Linked DNA regions of Mus musculus: region 2 is linked to region 1. A link is a contact called in public HiChIP or PLAC-seq data. All regions are on one chromosome and are shown on one strand. The core of a region is the stretch at or near the end of the contact, and the rest is flanking DNA. Distances in the headings are between cores, read along the strand shown. Region 1 has its middle 74 kb from the start of Bace2. Region 2 overlaps Tmprss2 (transmembrane protease, serine 2).

Region 1 (7,644 bases), core at 1,536-4,035:
TGACCCTTCAGTGGCCCCATCTCCGAAACCCAGGTGACTCTGCCCAACATCACTCATGATCAATTCTTGTGACCTGATTAGACTTCACCTTTTCTTAGAGAAATAAAACGTCTACAAAAACCTAGTACTGGAGAAAGAGGAAACAGTCCTTGCCCTGGGGACAGGGTCAGAGCATCCTGAAGAGCAAAGTGTCAGTTCCACAGAGCACAGCTCTCTCACAGTGCATCACACACTTTTCCATGGCTAACCTACCTACCATTACCCCCTGAGGACCCTGATAATGAAAGTCTCATCTGTCCTTTGGGAATATCCAAGTTCTAGCTACTTCCTGACCTTACTATGTCTACAAGTGCCAGAAGTAAGAGTGCAATTGAACATATACACTAGGACTCAAGTTCACACAGCGTGGATGGTTGGTTAATTGGGCCACTTCCTAAGTATGTAGTGTGTGATGATGCATTTTGGTTAGTCTCTCTGTTTCTGTTTCTGTTTCTGTTTCTGTCTCTCTGTCTCTGACTCTCTCTCTCTCTCTCTCTCTCTCTCTCTCTCTCTCTCTCTCTCATGTGTGTATGTGTGTGTGCATACATGTTCTTGTGAGTGCTGGCAAGCAGACATCTTATTACATATGTAACAGTCAGAAGACAATCCAAGGTACCAGTCTTCACCTTTCACCTTGTTTGAGATAGAATGTCTTATTGTTGGTCACTGCATATACCATTCTATCTGCTATATTTTTTTCTCCAGTATATGCACAGTATGTTACAGTAGGTATCTGTGATTAACATACACAAATATTCATAATATGCAAGTGGTTATGACAGATCCTATCTTGATAAGCATAAGATGAAATGCATTTAGTTCACCTAACCTGACCCACATCACAGCCTAGCAGTAGAGCCCACCACAGTGCCCACTTTCCCTCTCACTCTCATTCTTCTTTTCAAGTGCTGATGGTGGAATCCAGTGCCACTCATATTCTAGGCAAGTATTTCATTGATGAGTTATACACACACACACATGTTTACCCTCACATAAACATGCACACACACATACACATTTACCCTCACACACACACTTTCACAAGCATACATACACATTTACCCTCTTGATTGTGCAGCTGGCTGGGAGCTACATCACTGAAGGATGCTACCACATGCTACTACTAGCCTGGAATAAGATCAAAATTCAGAATTGAAGCACAGTTTCTACTGAAAGTGTATTGATTTTGTAAAACTCTTAAGAGTCAAAGAATCCCAGGTTAAACCCCTATGATCCAAGGCCATGCAGATATACACTGAGGCACATCTACCATCATTCCAAAGTTTACTTAATATTTATATATATTCTAATTTATTTCCCATGGTCCAGTCAGTACTTGTATTTGTAAAATTGGTTTTTTAAAGATTTATTTATTTTTATTTATATGAGTACACTGCAGCTGTCTTTAGACACAAATCAGAAGAGGGCATCAGATCCCATTACAGATGGTTGTGAGCCACCATGTAGTTGCTGGGAATTGAACTCAAGACTTCTGGAAGAGCAGCCAGTGCTCTTAACCACTGAACCATCTCTCCAACCCATAAAATTGTTTATTGACTAAAATATAAGGATCTTCATTCATCCTTCTCTGAGACAGTTTCTCACTTGTTCCGACTACTTTCCCTGTGAGAATGAATACATGCATTTGTCCTCAACTACAAGAGGAAAAACAACACATTATAATAATAATATAATTTAAAATTATAATATATGAAAATATCCAAACTTCTAGTTCTTCCATGGTGCTTCTATTTCTTCTCCTTCTCCTCCTCCTCCTCCTCCTCCTCCTCCTCCTCCTCTTCCTCCTCCTCTGCTTCTTCTTTCTCTCTTTCTCTCTCTTTCTTTCTTCCTTCCTTCCTTCCTTCCTTCCTTCCTTCCTCTCTCTCTCTCTCTCTCTCTCTCTCTCTCTCTCTCTTTCTTTCTTTCTTTCTCTCTCATCAGATTTTGTTTTTGTTTTTGTTTCTGTTTTTGTTTTTTGAGACAGGGTTTCTCTGTAGCCCTGGCTGTCCTGGAACTCACTTTGTAGATTAGGCTGGCCTTGAACTCAGAAATCAGCCTGCCTCTGCCTCCCGAGTGCTGGGATTAAAGGCGTGCGGCATCACGCCCGGCCCTTCTTTCTTTCTCTCTCTCTCTTTCTTTCTCTCTATTTCTCTCTTCCTTCCTTTCTTTCTTTCTCTCTCTTTCTCTCTTCCTTTCTTTCTTCCTTCCTTTCTTTCTTTCTTTCTTTCTTTCTTTCTCATCTTCTTCCTTTTTTTTTGAGATCAGAGCTCACTTCATAGTCCAGGCTGGTCCAGAACTCACTGTATATCCCAGGCGTGAGAAATCAGACTATGAGATCCTGTATACCTAGGATCTTCCTGCTTCAGCCTCCTAAGTACTGGCTGGGACTGTAGGTGTGAATCACCATACCCAGTAGAGTTTCTAATTTTGGAATTTTCTCAAATGAGCATTTAATTCCTATATGATAGAAAGGTAAATGTCTATAAAATGAATACTTGAATATGTCATCCAGTATCCTCACCTGCTCTCCAGAGTCCATGAAACAGTGACATTTCCCAAACTAAACCACAGCATAGAGATTCATTTATAATTAAGCATGGCATGAGTTACTTTAGTTAAATTTTCACAATTTCAATCAATAAAAGTATTTAACCAAAAAGATAAGTTATTTTTTAAAGGTAAACATAGGTTATGCAGTCAACAGTTCCCATGACATGCCAGGCTGCTCTCTGGTAGAGATACCTGGTCCACTCAGCAAGGTCTGTGTAGAGCAAACTGTGAAAATACCAAGGAGAATGAGTCATATTTCAGTTACTAAAACAAAATACCCATGATCACCAGATAAAAGCAGAAAGGCTCCCTTTGATTCACAGCATCAGAGATACAGTCTACAGTTGCTTGCCCTCATCCCTTTTGGGTGTATATTAGCACCAGGAAGTAGAGGGAGAGAGCAAGGGGCCAGTGTCCCAATATCACCACCAAGGGCAGGCCATCAGTGACCTGACTGCTTTCTACTAAAGGTTCTACCACTCCACAACAGCACCACAGGCTGCAGACCAGGCCTTGGTGTGTGGGATTGTGGGTCACATGTCACATCAAGCTATCAAGGGGAAAGTCTGTACTTCCTGTGCTTATGAAGCACACGCCTCGATTTACTGATTGATGACTAATGAGTTTCCAAAGAATTTTTAGCAAACGTGTGCCTTTTGCTTGTTTGCTCATAGCAGTCAGACCAGAGCTGACCTCTAAACATTACCCAGTATCCATTTCATACCAACATTAAGTAGAGCGAGCACTTAGTCCAGACTGCACCGCTTTTGCTTTTGTTTTGCACACTGGCCAGTGACTCAGAATCCAAAACATGGGCTTGGCCAGTGCGACAAGGGTGAGGTCTTCCGTTTTGCCACCCATGAGCTAGTTGTTGATCCAAGGACTCCACCTCTCCTCAGATGGACTTGAGGGAGGAATCAGAGCTTGGCTGCAGGATATGGTGGTCTTTCTTGATCTGATTACTGGGATTGGGAAACGAATCCTAAATGTGACTTCCAGTGGCAAACCGGAATAGAAGGAATGGAAGAAGGCAACTTTTGCTTTTTGCCTGCTTGCCCTCATCTCACACGCGCTATTGTCTCGCCAGCAAGAACACACGCGTGAGAAACCGGATCCTTCTGCAGCAACTTTATTACACGAGTTTCAACATGAAGAGGAAGACCCCAAGCACCAAAAAGGTGCTGCTTATATACACCTTAGTGTGGCGTGTCCACACCTGATTGGCTGCTCTCCCAGAGCCTCATCACCACGCCCCGGGATGGGCAGTGACTTGGCATGAATTTACTCTTGCACCTGTGCACATTACTTGTTTACCAGTTAGGCACAGCGGAGGCTCATGATGGCAATTGCTCACAGCTCTCCACACCCTCACTCTGGCTACCAAGGTATTTCTTTGCCGGGATCAGTACCTACTTCTTCAAGATTCCAATGCAGAGTGAAGACCAACAACTCTCAAGGAACCTTCCAGAGCTGCAGCACTGACTGGGCTGGCAGAAACATACACAGTCTCACAGGCTGAACAACTACAAAATTCTTGACCTCTCTGATATGAAATACCCATTATTGGACTACACAAACTATAGCCTGTAAACCACTCTAATAAACCCCCTTTTACAATGTATGGCCATTCTACCAGCTCTGTTTCTTTCAAGAACCCTGAGTGATTCACAAACACACACACACACACACACACACTCATATATGCACACACACACACACATGTATGTGTGTGTTTGTCTTCTTAGAGCTACCTCTGAAGCACCCTGATTAGTCCGATACTCGATGAAAACAAAGACATCAGATCTGTTTCCTAAGTACAATCACGGTGGATGGAGATGAATGAGCACTAACACAGTCTTCAATGGGAGGGAGAGGCAGAGCAAGGGCCATGAATACAGAGATGATCCAGTCAGGTCTCCCAGGCAGCTGATGGACGCTCGCAGCTGCGTCAGCAAGGAGGAAGCAGCAATTGAGGGGAAAATAAGATCATGTGGGGATTCGGAATTCTATGAGAAATACAATGTTTCTAAAGCTGAAAACACACACAGCGTGGATTATAAATACGCAGCTATTATCCACAGCTCTGTACAAAGTGTGTTATTATCTAGATTATAAAACTAGTGGCTTAGATGTAACCATTATGAAATGATTGCAGGGGAGGAAGATTGAGGAGTGGGGCTAATTAAGTCAGAGTGTGGGAGCCTGGGGGAGTCAAGGCTGGATCCAGACCCAGGCCTCCCTAGTGGCCTTGTTCTGGACTGTGAAAGTATAGAACAAAGAAGGTGTGTTCAACCCCACACACAATGCCCATATGTCACCCTCTATCATTATAGCAGGTACATTCAATAGATATCTAGAAGTCTGTGTTTCAATAACTCTTCTAAGTAAATCAAATTCTGCCTTAAATGCAAGAAGGAAGATACAATGCAGAGAAGATTATTTTGAAGACTTGTAAAATACAAATATCAGTTATTATGGCAATCAGGACCACACCACTGATCACAACCACAGATATGATTTGATGACAAAAATTACTGTGTAGTAATAATGACAATAAAATGGGAACCCTCATAAGTGAAGAGATATCCAACACGACATAAATTTTCCTTGTGCTTTCTCACGTGTGCACACGTGTGTGTGTGTGTGTGTGTGTGTGTTATGTGATTTGAGTGTGTATGTGATGGGTATGAGTGTGTGTATGTGTGTGGTGTATGGTTTACATGTGTGTGTATGGTGTGTGTGTATATATGCGTGGTATGTGTATGTGTGTGATATGTGTATGTATGGTATATGGTTTGCATGCATGCATGCATGTGTATGTGTATATATGTCTTTGGTGTGTGTATAGTATATGGTTTGTATGTGCATGTGGTGTGTGTGAGCCTGTGCGTGTGTGTGTGTGTTGTGGAGGTCAGAGGTTGATATCAGATGTCTTCCTTAGTCACTCACTATATTGTATAGTGAGCCAGGATCTCTCACCTGAGCCAAGAGCCTGCTGGTTCTGTTAGTCTAGTTAGTTGGTTTACTTCAGGGATCCCCTGTCTCCGTCTTCCAGGTTCTGGGATTTCAGGGAGCTGTGACACCTTCTTGTGCTGTTGCATGGGTGCTTAGAAACTGAGCTACAAGCAGGAGATCAAGTCAAAGGGAGCCTGGGTAACTAGGAGATGTTGACATCTCACCATGTGTCAGAGTGGAGCAAGCAGACTGTCACTGATGCAGCCTTTCTGGAAAAGCTGGAGGACTTGAACCCCTGAAAGTCAGTGCTGAAGCCCAAAGATGTGTATGCTTCTGGGGGGGGGGGGGAGGCGGGTGCTGTCAGGTATAAGGAGGCCTCTTGCTGTCTGTCAGTGCCCACAGGCTCTGTTGAAACCGAGGTCCCAGATCAAAAAGAGATAAAAGTAGAATGGAAGCCTTTCCCACCCACTTCTCAGCCACATGCAGGTCATATATGCCAGCCTCAGCATGTTCTAGAGCCTACTGATTGGCTGTAGCCATCCATCCACGGTCAGTCGGGGCTCTGTGCCTCCACTTCCCAAGCTGGGACATATTGCTGAGTGGTCATCAGATGGCCAGGAGACCACCAAGGCCTCCATATAGCACCAAACACAATGAGTCTATACCTGCAATGTTTGGACACTGGAAATGACTAAAAAGGAGAATTCCATTCAAAGAGGAGTATTTGTGAAAAATCCACTCACTGTAAACAATCAGCAGATTGTGACTGAAAACTCAGAGGAAGGTGCCCATCATATGTGGTGCTCAGAGGCTGTTGGAACCCTGGATACCAGAGATGCTTGTGAGAAAACTGACACTTGAGAATTCTAAATATAATAATGATTTCTACAAAAACAGAAAAGAAAAAAAGGCAAAGCAAAAGCCATGTACTCAGAATAGAATGTGGGAAGTAATGGAGACTGAGTTGTGCTTGGGCCCACCCTCCAAAGCATAGAGTAACTCTGTCTTGGAATAAGTTGGGCCCAAGCCAGGCAGTGGTGGTGCATTCCTTTAATCCCAGCACTTGGGAGGCAGAGGCAGGCAGATTTCTGAGTTCGAGGCCAGCCTAGTCTACAAAGTGAGTTCCAGGACAGCCAGGGCTATACAGAGAAACCCTGTCTCAGAAATACATACATATATATATATATATATATATATATATATATATATATATATATATATATATATATATACATACATAAATAAGTTGGTCCCTGAAAACAATCAATATTTGACCTAAGGTTTCTAAAGGACCTAAAGATTTTAGGGGAAAACTTAGACAAGTTCTTGTCCTGTAAGCATGAGAACTCCAGTGTGAGCCCCAAAACTCACAAAAAAAGTGCTGGGAGTGTGAGAGGAACACATGGACAATTCTAGCACTGAGGAGGTGGAGACAAGAGGATTTCTGGGTTTCACAGGCCAGGTAATATTTCCTATGTGGTGAGTTTCAGGTCAGTGAAAAACCCTGTCTCAAAACAACAATGTAACCACAGTGCTTGAGGAATGACAGCTAAAGCTGACCTCTGACCTCTACATACATGTGCACTGACCATTTCACATGCACACAAGAAAAAAAAGCAACCTTGTCACATGACATAAATTGTCGATATATACACATGATCATGCTTTGAGAGCCCCCTTCCCACACTCTTGTCTAAACTCATACAAGAACATGACTGCATGGGAGCTTGAAGCCTGGGTGAGAGCCAAGGACATAGCTGGTCCTGGTGCCACCCTTTGTTTCGAACACACTTTATATGTGAGGGGCTGTCACCTCAACATTAGTCATACTTCCCAGTAGGGACTCCACCAGCAGAAATGCTCAATCACTTACGTGCTAACTACAACTACACATCAAGACACAGTATGCTGCCACAACATACCCAGTATAATTGTATCATTCTGATAGCATGATTCACCCCGTTCTTCCCAACAGAAAACAGCTCACCAGCTAATTACTTCACCACCTCCTAGGCAAGAATGCTCACTAGGCCCCCGCCAAGCCTGTAGGCACTCCAGACACAGCTGCTCTGAGCTTCCTCCACAGCCTCCAGGAAAAGT
Region 2 (7,644 bases), core at 3,522-6,021, 310 kb after region 1:
GTCTGGAAGCTGTTAGACGTCTCTGAGAGGCATGTCTGATTGCATGAAGGTTGAGTGCCCTAGGGTCCTTCTCCCAGGAAAAACGGCATGGGAGCAGGTCAGGGTTACTCTGGGTAAAAATCTGTGGGCCTGAGAGTCAATCCTGTACATGGCCCCTAACATTGCACACTGGGGATCAGACCTCTACCTCTACCCACGGAGCTTGCTTTGTTCCTAAATCCCTTGGCTAGCCCAGGTTATACCCAACAGACTGAAACCGTTAATTCAAGCCTCATAGATGACTTGTCTTTGTGTCCTTCGTGGTTTTAGAGAATCACCCGGTGAGCAAACAGACGTTTAGGTGGTCGTTAAAAACGTGGCTACAAATTTATTATACAATATGCCTTTATAAAAATATTAAAACGGGGGAGATGTTGGGAGCTATTAAGACAACACAATTGTCCTGATCTCTGAATTGGGCCTCTCCCCCCGAGAAGAAAAGGGGGTCAAAAGTGGGCCACCTATGCACCACTCCGAGAACAACCACAGATGGTTCCAGCCCTAAGTCAGCACTGGATGTCCTGACCTCAAGATGCACCCTGATACCACCAAGTTCCTGCTTCCCCGAGTAGTCGCCAAAAGAAAAATTTCCGCTGCCCCATTCCTCCTGCTGAGAAGTACGTCCCCTTTTGCTTGTGCATTTAAGCCTTGAGCCTTGCTAACACAGTGACACCTTGATGTTATTCAGAATGGTTCCATGTCCTTCCTCGTACTTGGTGTCCATCTTTTCTCTCCCCCCCCCCCCCAATTTGGTTCTTAGGAGAAGGTCCCCTTGAGACCCTCCAATAACTGGACCTGCTGGACGGGTCAAATATACTTGTTCACTGCTGTCACACTGGGCACAATCTTAAAGACACTCATTTTAAAAACAGCATAGTGCAGTGGTGGCTCATGCCTTCAATCCCAGCACTCAGGAGGCAGAGGCAGGCGGATTACTGAGTTTAAGGCCAGCCTGGTCTACAAAGTGAGTTCCAGGACAGCCAGGGCTATACAGAGAAACCCTGACTTGAAAAACCAAAAAATAAAAAAATAAAAAAACCCAGCATAGTGCACCCTAACTTATTTTCAACAGCCTGCTTGTTTTAACTGTCATCCAAAGGCAGTTGGGAACATGTGTGTTTGAGTTACTGAGCCCATCACTGTGTATGCTGCAGGGCCAAAACCACAATCCTGAGCCTGGGCTCAGCACCGTGCCTGGCTGTCTCCAACTGCCACTTTGTGGCAGATGTTAAGAGATCAGTGCTTCCAGGGCCAGGGATAACTCACCACAACGGTTCTCATCTTCTCCGTTGGGACAATGTGCTACCCCGTCACACCAGAGAGAAGAGCTGATGCATGTGCCTGAAGACCCACACTCCATCTCAGACGTAGAACAGTTGCTGTCCCCTGGCATTGTATTGGGAGAAAGGGAGGAAAACTCATCAGGCTGAGCATCCAAGGAACTGCAGAGCCCTTAGGAGTCTTGTCATTCACCCTCAAGTCCAGTGAACAGGAAAAACCACCTCCTCACAAGGAAAGGACATGCCATTGCTACATGTAGCGCTTTGAATAAGTTTGGCTCTTGGAAAATGGCACTATTAGGAGGTGTGGCCTTGTTGGAATAGGTGTGACCTTGTTGGAGGAAATGAACAGCAGGGTACAACCTTGTTGCTACTTGAATGAGAGAACTAGTTTAAGACTCCCACAAGCTACAGATTTGTGGAAGCAAGAATACATACACTGTTTATACAGCAATAGGTGCATGGAGAAAAGGGAGGAAAAGGCAGCCTTGCCCTCAATGGAAACCAATCTGGGAGGCATCAGGTGGCTCCTCCAGCCTGGGGAGAAGGTCACAGTCACGGCCATGCACACAGTCCAGCCCCAAACTTACAGAACCTCCAAAGCAAGACAGCAGCCACAGCAGCTCCCGTGAGGACAGTGCCCAGGGCGAGGGCTAAACACAGCGATTTCTTAGACTCTGCGGAAGAGAGGGGTGCTCAGGTCAGTGCTGTAGGAAGATGGTCCTTCTGCCATGCTTAGAGTCATTTTGACTTGAAAATACCACATGTCAGGCTGGGCATGATTGCATATGCCTGCCTCTAACCCCAGTACTCAGGAGGTGAGGACACGGGCAAGAGTTTAAGGCCAGCCTGGAATACAACAAAGAGGAGGAGGAGAAGCAAAAGGGGAAAATCTCAGAAGTCCAAGTCCAAAGTTCACTTGCTACACATAGCAACAAGGCCAGCTTAACCTGGGCACCTTTAAACTTGCTCAGAACTCTTGCATTACCTAAGGCTGGGGAAAACACCCAGTTAGACACCTATTTACAATAAGGTGCTGGATTCTGCATGCTCCTCATGGAACACCACACTGAGCCTGAGAAGCCGAATGATTTTATGAGCACTCATTCACATTGTCATGCAGCCAGAAGTCCTAGTTTAGCGACTGACTGACTGTGTGTGGGTCCATTTATTTGCCACATTAGGGAAGAAAAGGCACCTATTTAATTCATTTGCTTTCGTGCTGCTAAGGATCAAACCCAGTGTCTCACTCATGCTAGGCAAGTGTTCTACCACTGAGCTACACAACCACCCTATGCAACAGTATTGCCACACACATGCAAATGTTAGCTTGAACGTTAAGGGCGCCACTTGGGAGTCTCAAGGCTTCTGCAGCATGAAAATATGTGCTTGGGGGAAATGGAAGCTGAAGCTCCAATTTGAAATGAAATCCAAGAACACTAAGCTCTTAAAACATCACCTTAGGGAGGGTTTGAAAATGGGCCAATGCTCACAAAAAACAAACAAACAAACACCCAGATCGAAAAGGAGAGCTGCCTGGTGTCAGCAACTGCAAGTACAAATCATATAATACTGTCCCCCAACACATCATGGGGGTGCCAGGGGCTTCAGGTAGAGCACCTATCCTTCCCCTAGTAACTTTGGGCTTTTCCTCCTGGCCACTTTGTTCCCAGAAATAACCACTCCAAGACAAATTATTTATGAATAAATGCTTAGGCCATAAGCTTCATCTTGCTCCCCAACTAGCTATAACTCAATTACCCTATTGATTCTATTCTATGTCTTCCACATGGTAAGTTACCTCTCCTCAGGTTTATACAGCTGTCTCCTCCAGAATTAGAGGCAAATCTCCCCCATCTGACTAGTTCCCATAATTCCTCTCTCTCTCTCTCCCTACCAGATGTCCCACCTTCTAGTTCCTGCTACAGCTCATTGGCCGTCAGTTTTTTATTGACCGGTGATGCTTCAGAGATTCTCTCTACATCCCATGGCTGCTGAAAGAACCCTGTGGTATTTGACAGCCACTAGCCATTTACTGCTATTGACACTTTCTTTCAGTAATTACAATTAAGTGGAATTAAACTAAAGTGTATAAATTGAATCACTCAGCCTGCCACAGTGGGGTTTACAATGGTTTGGCAGATAAAGGCACTTACTGCCAAGCCTGATGACCTAAGTTGTCCCCAGAACCTACATGGTAGAAGGACAGGGCTGAATCCAACAGACTACTCTAACCTCTACACACTCTGTGGTACACAAATAAATAAATGTTTAAAATGAGCAAACAAGCAAAAAACAAAGAAGGAACTCTTTGTTCAGAGATATAGCAATGAGCAAACAAACAAAAAACAAAGAAGGAACTCTTTGTTCAGAGATATGGCTCAGTAGTTAAGTTGCCCTTGCACAAGTCACATACTCGGTGACTCACAACTAACCTTGGCTCCAGTTCCAAGGGATCCAGTGCCCTCTGCTGGCCCCTGTGGGTACTACATGCACTTGGTGCACATTATGTATGTGCAAGCACTCATAAAGAAAGAATAAAAAATTTCAGCTAAGAATAAAATAATTTAGAGAATGATTTCCAATACCTAACTGATTTCTTCTATCCATAGCAAACAGGGGTAGCACTGCTGGACAGTGGTTTCAGCCAAAAGTATCAAGGTTTAAAGAAAAGGCCTGATTTCAGAGAAGGGGCCCTGGGGAGTCTAAAATTTGGCATCTTCACAGTGAGGGGCTGGTCATTCCCAGCAACTCCCTCTCCAGATGAAGTTCTAGCAGGGGGTAAGGGGTGGGGTCCCTGGATCTTTTCTTGGAAGAAAGGCTGAGAGATAGAATACAGAGCATAGGAAATATCATTAAAATGGACACTCCCAGGCTAGAAAGAGCCTTCAGGTCTGGAGACCCCAGCTGCAGTGTCACTGTGCTTCCAGAAGTTGGAAAGGCAGGCTGGGGTTGGGCTCTGGAGCCAAGTGACCCAAGCTGACCTGCTTAGGACTGAAAGACTTGCTTTCACCTGGTTCCTACGTCCTGCTAATGGTATAAAAAAAAAATGCCTGGGGATTGGTCCTCATCCCCATCAACAGGGATTGTGCTCCTATGCTAAAGCAGGCAACCTGAACTCTCAGCAGCCTCATAGGGGAGGCCTGGGTCTGAAAACCTCACAAGGCAGTGATTTTATCAAAATGCAGTGAGGGGTGACGGTGCCTTCAGGCACCAGGGTGGAGCCACCAAGAAACCCACAAGAGAAATTCCTTATGGCTCACCTGATGAACTACCAAGTACATTTTCCTCTTTGGGCAACTTATCTGCATGCCATTGTACCTGAGATAAAATGACTCGCTTAAAACTGCCCATGTGGCTCAGTGGTAAACATTTGCCTAGCATGTTCAGGAACCTAGCTCAGCGGGAAAAAAACAAACACTGAATCAGTAACTTGGCTGGTGAGTAAGGGAGATTAAATCAGGTGTCCTTCACCTCTTGTTGGGGCATGTGCAGAGTCACAGTCTGGCTGGTTCACTCAGGACCATGTGTGCAGCAAGAAACCCCCATTTCACCTCTGAACAGGCATTTGTCACCAGCTACAGTCTGCACAGCATAGACTTGCAAGGTTCAGTCCTGCACCATTGTTCATTTATATCTATCCTTCCCAACAGAGCCTGTTGACTCAGCCCTATGGCATCTCTGCATCACAGGACTGTTGACTTTGATCTTCAAAGGCTCTTGCAGGTGCATTCACTGCCACTCAAATGGGTAAGTTCCATGACAGTTGTTAAAGCAAACAGATGGATCCAAAGCAGAATGTCCTTATACTCCCAACATTTAAAGTTGTGCTACCAACATAATGTAGGACACAGGTTCAGAGCTTAATGTCATTCTGACAAAGATGTAGTTTTTGATGCCTTAATAGCAATAACATGTTCTTTTTTTCTTTTTCCTCTCTCTCTCTCTCTCTCTCTCTCTCCCTCTCTCGCTCTGTGTGTGTGTGTGTGTGTGTGTGTGTGTGTGTACACCTCAGAGGCCAGAAGATAACATTGGATTCCCTCCCGTTGGAGTTGTAGAGGAATTCAGATGCTCTGTGAGAACAGCTAATGCTCTTTACTACAGTTAACCCAGTACTGTGATTTTAAAAACATTGTCAAAGTGAGTGAAAAATAGTAAAATAAAATTACTAAAATACTTTCCGGTTCTTGGGACAAGGGGGTCATTCTGTACTTCTGGTAGGCTAATGGTGGGAAGCCCAAGACTGTAGTCTGAATGGATAACTATCAGATAGTGATTTTATCAAAGCACAGCCAGAGATTTTACAATGCAGGTTTATAATGGAAAATCGCACCTCAGTGTTTATCCTCCCTATTTATAGGCAATTGACAGAAAACTAAGATGTCCCACCCCCCATCTGTCACTTCCTGATTACTCCCTGGGAGTGCAAAAGTATTCAGTAGGGTACACCGGGATGCTTCTGCCTTCTGGGCTGACCACTGAAGGCAGGACAGTCTTTTTGGAGGTGCAGCCTTACATGGGGCTCTTTGGCTTCTGATAACTAACAGTTCCTTGCCCTGACTTTCTTCCAGCCAGCATGGCAAGGAAAGGCCAGGTCTTCTGCACCTCAGCTGGGCTAAGATGAAATAGTTCATGCAGACAGGAAAGAAAGCAAGTGACTAGAGGTGGATCAGAGCAAAGAACAGAAGAGCCACTCAGATGTAGAGAGGGACAGCAGGAAAGCCAGGAATGTCCAAGTGGGACAAACAGATTCCTGAGGCCTAAGGTCTATCACATGACTGCTGATGAAGTATGGGTGGCCCACAGGATTCACTTTTGTATCAACCTTGAACGATACATGAAACACACAGACAGGTGCTCATCTCATAAAGCAGCAACTCTGCTAGAAAGCTGGTGTGGAGCTGGAGAAATAGCCATCAGTTAGGAACATCTACTGCTCTTCCAGAGGATCCGAATTTGGTTCCTAGCATTCATGTTGAGTGTTTACAACCACCGAAAATACCTTGGACTCCAGCTCTAGAGGATCCAACACCTTCTGGCCTCCATAGGCACTGGCACATATGTAATACAAACAAGCTCAGTTTTAAAAAATAAATATATAAAGTAGCTTATCAATAGAGTCCCTGGTGTCCTTGACACCAGAGAGGCAACACTGAGAACAGCCAGAATTAAAAGGTAGAGGGACATAAGAGGTAAGGAATCTAATGGTGAGAATAATCATCAAATGAAAGGGCCACAGGAGAGGGCAAAGAGATTCGGCTTTCATATTCAACCTTCAGCACTGTTCTGGGGCTATGGGGGGGGGGGGGGTAAGGGGCTATGGGGAAGACATGATACATCCAGGGCTGGGAGAGTAATTTTGCCGTGGAGAGGCAGCCTGGCTCCCCTAGAAAGTATATGGGCAGGCCCTGGAATGGGAGAAATCCCCCTTGTGGGGAAGACCCTTCTTCTTCTAGGGCAAGAACTGGCAGAGGTGAGAGCTCCAACAGATCTCTGGCTAGTCACAGGAGGTATCTTAACCCTGAGCCCTCTGTGTTCTGAGCACATCAATAACATCTAAGACAGTTCACTCCCAACCTTGAGTGCTTACTGTTGATTCAAGACAACACATCCATAAGCACAGAGGCAAGAAGGGACTGAGAAACCATGCCCTAACAGTCCAGCTGAACTGGGCAAGCACACAGTGGTGCTGCACCAAAGGCCAAGGGGAGAGGAAGGTCTCTCCCTGCCAAAGAGAGATGAGGCAGAGCCCATGGCTCTGACCAGCCAATGTGGAAGGCAGGTAAGACAAGATTGGCCCTGTTGGCAGTGCAGTGTTATTGACAAGGTAGGAGAAATAAGAGACCACAAGAGAAGGCAGATCCAGAAGCTGTAGTCCCTTGTGATACAATGCTAAGGAGTCTTACTTGAGGTGCACAGTGCTCCTGAGGACTTGGGATGTGTGTGGATGACAGATGTTGAGGCTTGCGTTGTAATCCTCGGAGCATACTGAGGCACTGGAGATGGGTAGTACTGGGCTGGATACAAGTTGTAGCCATTGGGAGCCACTGGTGGTCTCGGAGGACAGATGTGCTCAGACTGATACCCGTGGTTCTCATAGCAAGGTCCGATTCCTGGAGGTGACCCCTAAACAATGGGAAAGGAGATAAATCAGTTACAGCTCTCACTCACTCTAAAGGTTTGGAAAGTTAGCATTGTTCACAGAAAACAGGGAGAGAGCCAGCAGATTGCCAATCACTCTGTCATCACAGCAACTTGCTTAACATGACTAGACTCTTGTTTCTGCACTAACTAGAACGCTCAACTATCTGTGTTTCATTAGCTT

Evidence for each region. HiChIP or PLAC-seq counts read pairs in DNA pulled down with a chosen protein or histone mark.
Region 2: a FOXA1 HiChIP or PLAC-seq map of pancreatic cancer cells shows a contact between it and region 1. The contact joins two enhancer-like sites. A contact is called at or near these places in 2 of 484 Hi-C or Micro-C datasets (Th2 cells and embryonic stem cells) and 1 of 115 datasets of contacts at active chromatin or transcription factors (pancreatic cancer cells).

Annotation. Positions count from the first base shown.
Region 1 is chr16:97,278,671-97,286,314 of GRCm38.p6, forward strand. No RefSeq gene overlaps it. Among named protein-coding and RNA genes, the nearest start is that of Bace2, 74 kb to the right of the region's middle. Within about 2 kb of position 2,786, at least 18 of the 459 cell types and tissues checked have an H3K27ac peak or open chromatin away from gene starts, as enhancers often do. A contact at or near this core is called in pancreatic cancer cells, where this site is marked.
Region 2 is chr16:97,589,515-97,597,158 of GRCm38.p6, forward strand. It overlaps Tmprss2 (transmembrane protease, serine 2), which reads right to left. Exons shown (of 14, transcript NM_015775.2): 3 at 7,226-7,445; 4 at 1,910-1,996; 5 at 1,306-1,425. Among named protein-coding and RNA genes, the nearest start is that of Tmprss2, 18 kb to the right of the region's middle. Within about 2 kb of position 4,772, at least 47 of the 459 cell types and tissues checked have an H3K27ac peak or open chromatin away from gene starts, as enhancers often do. A contact at or near this core is called in pancreatic cancer cells, where this site is marked.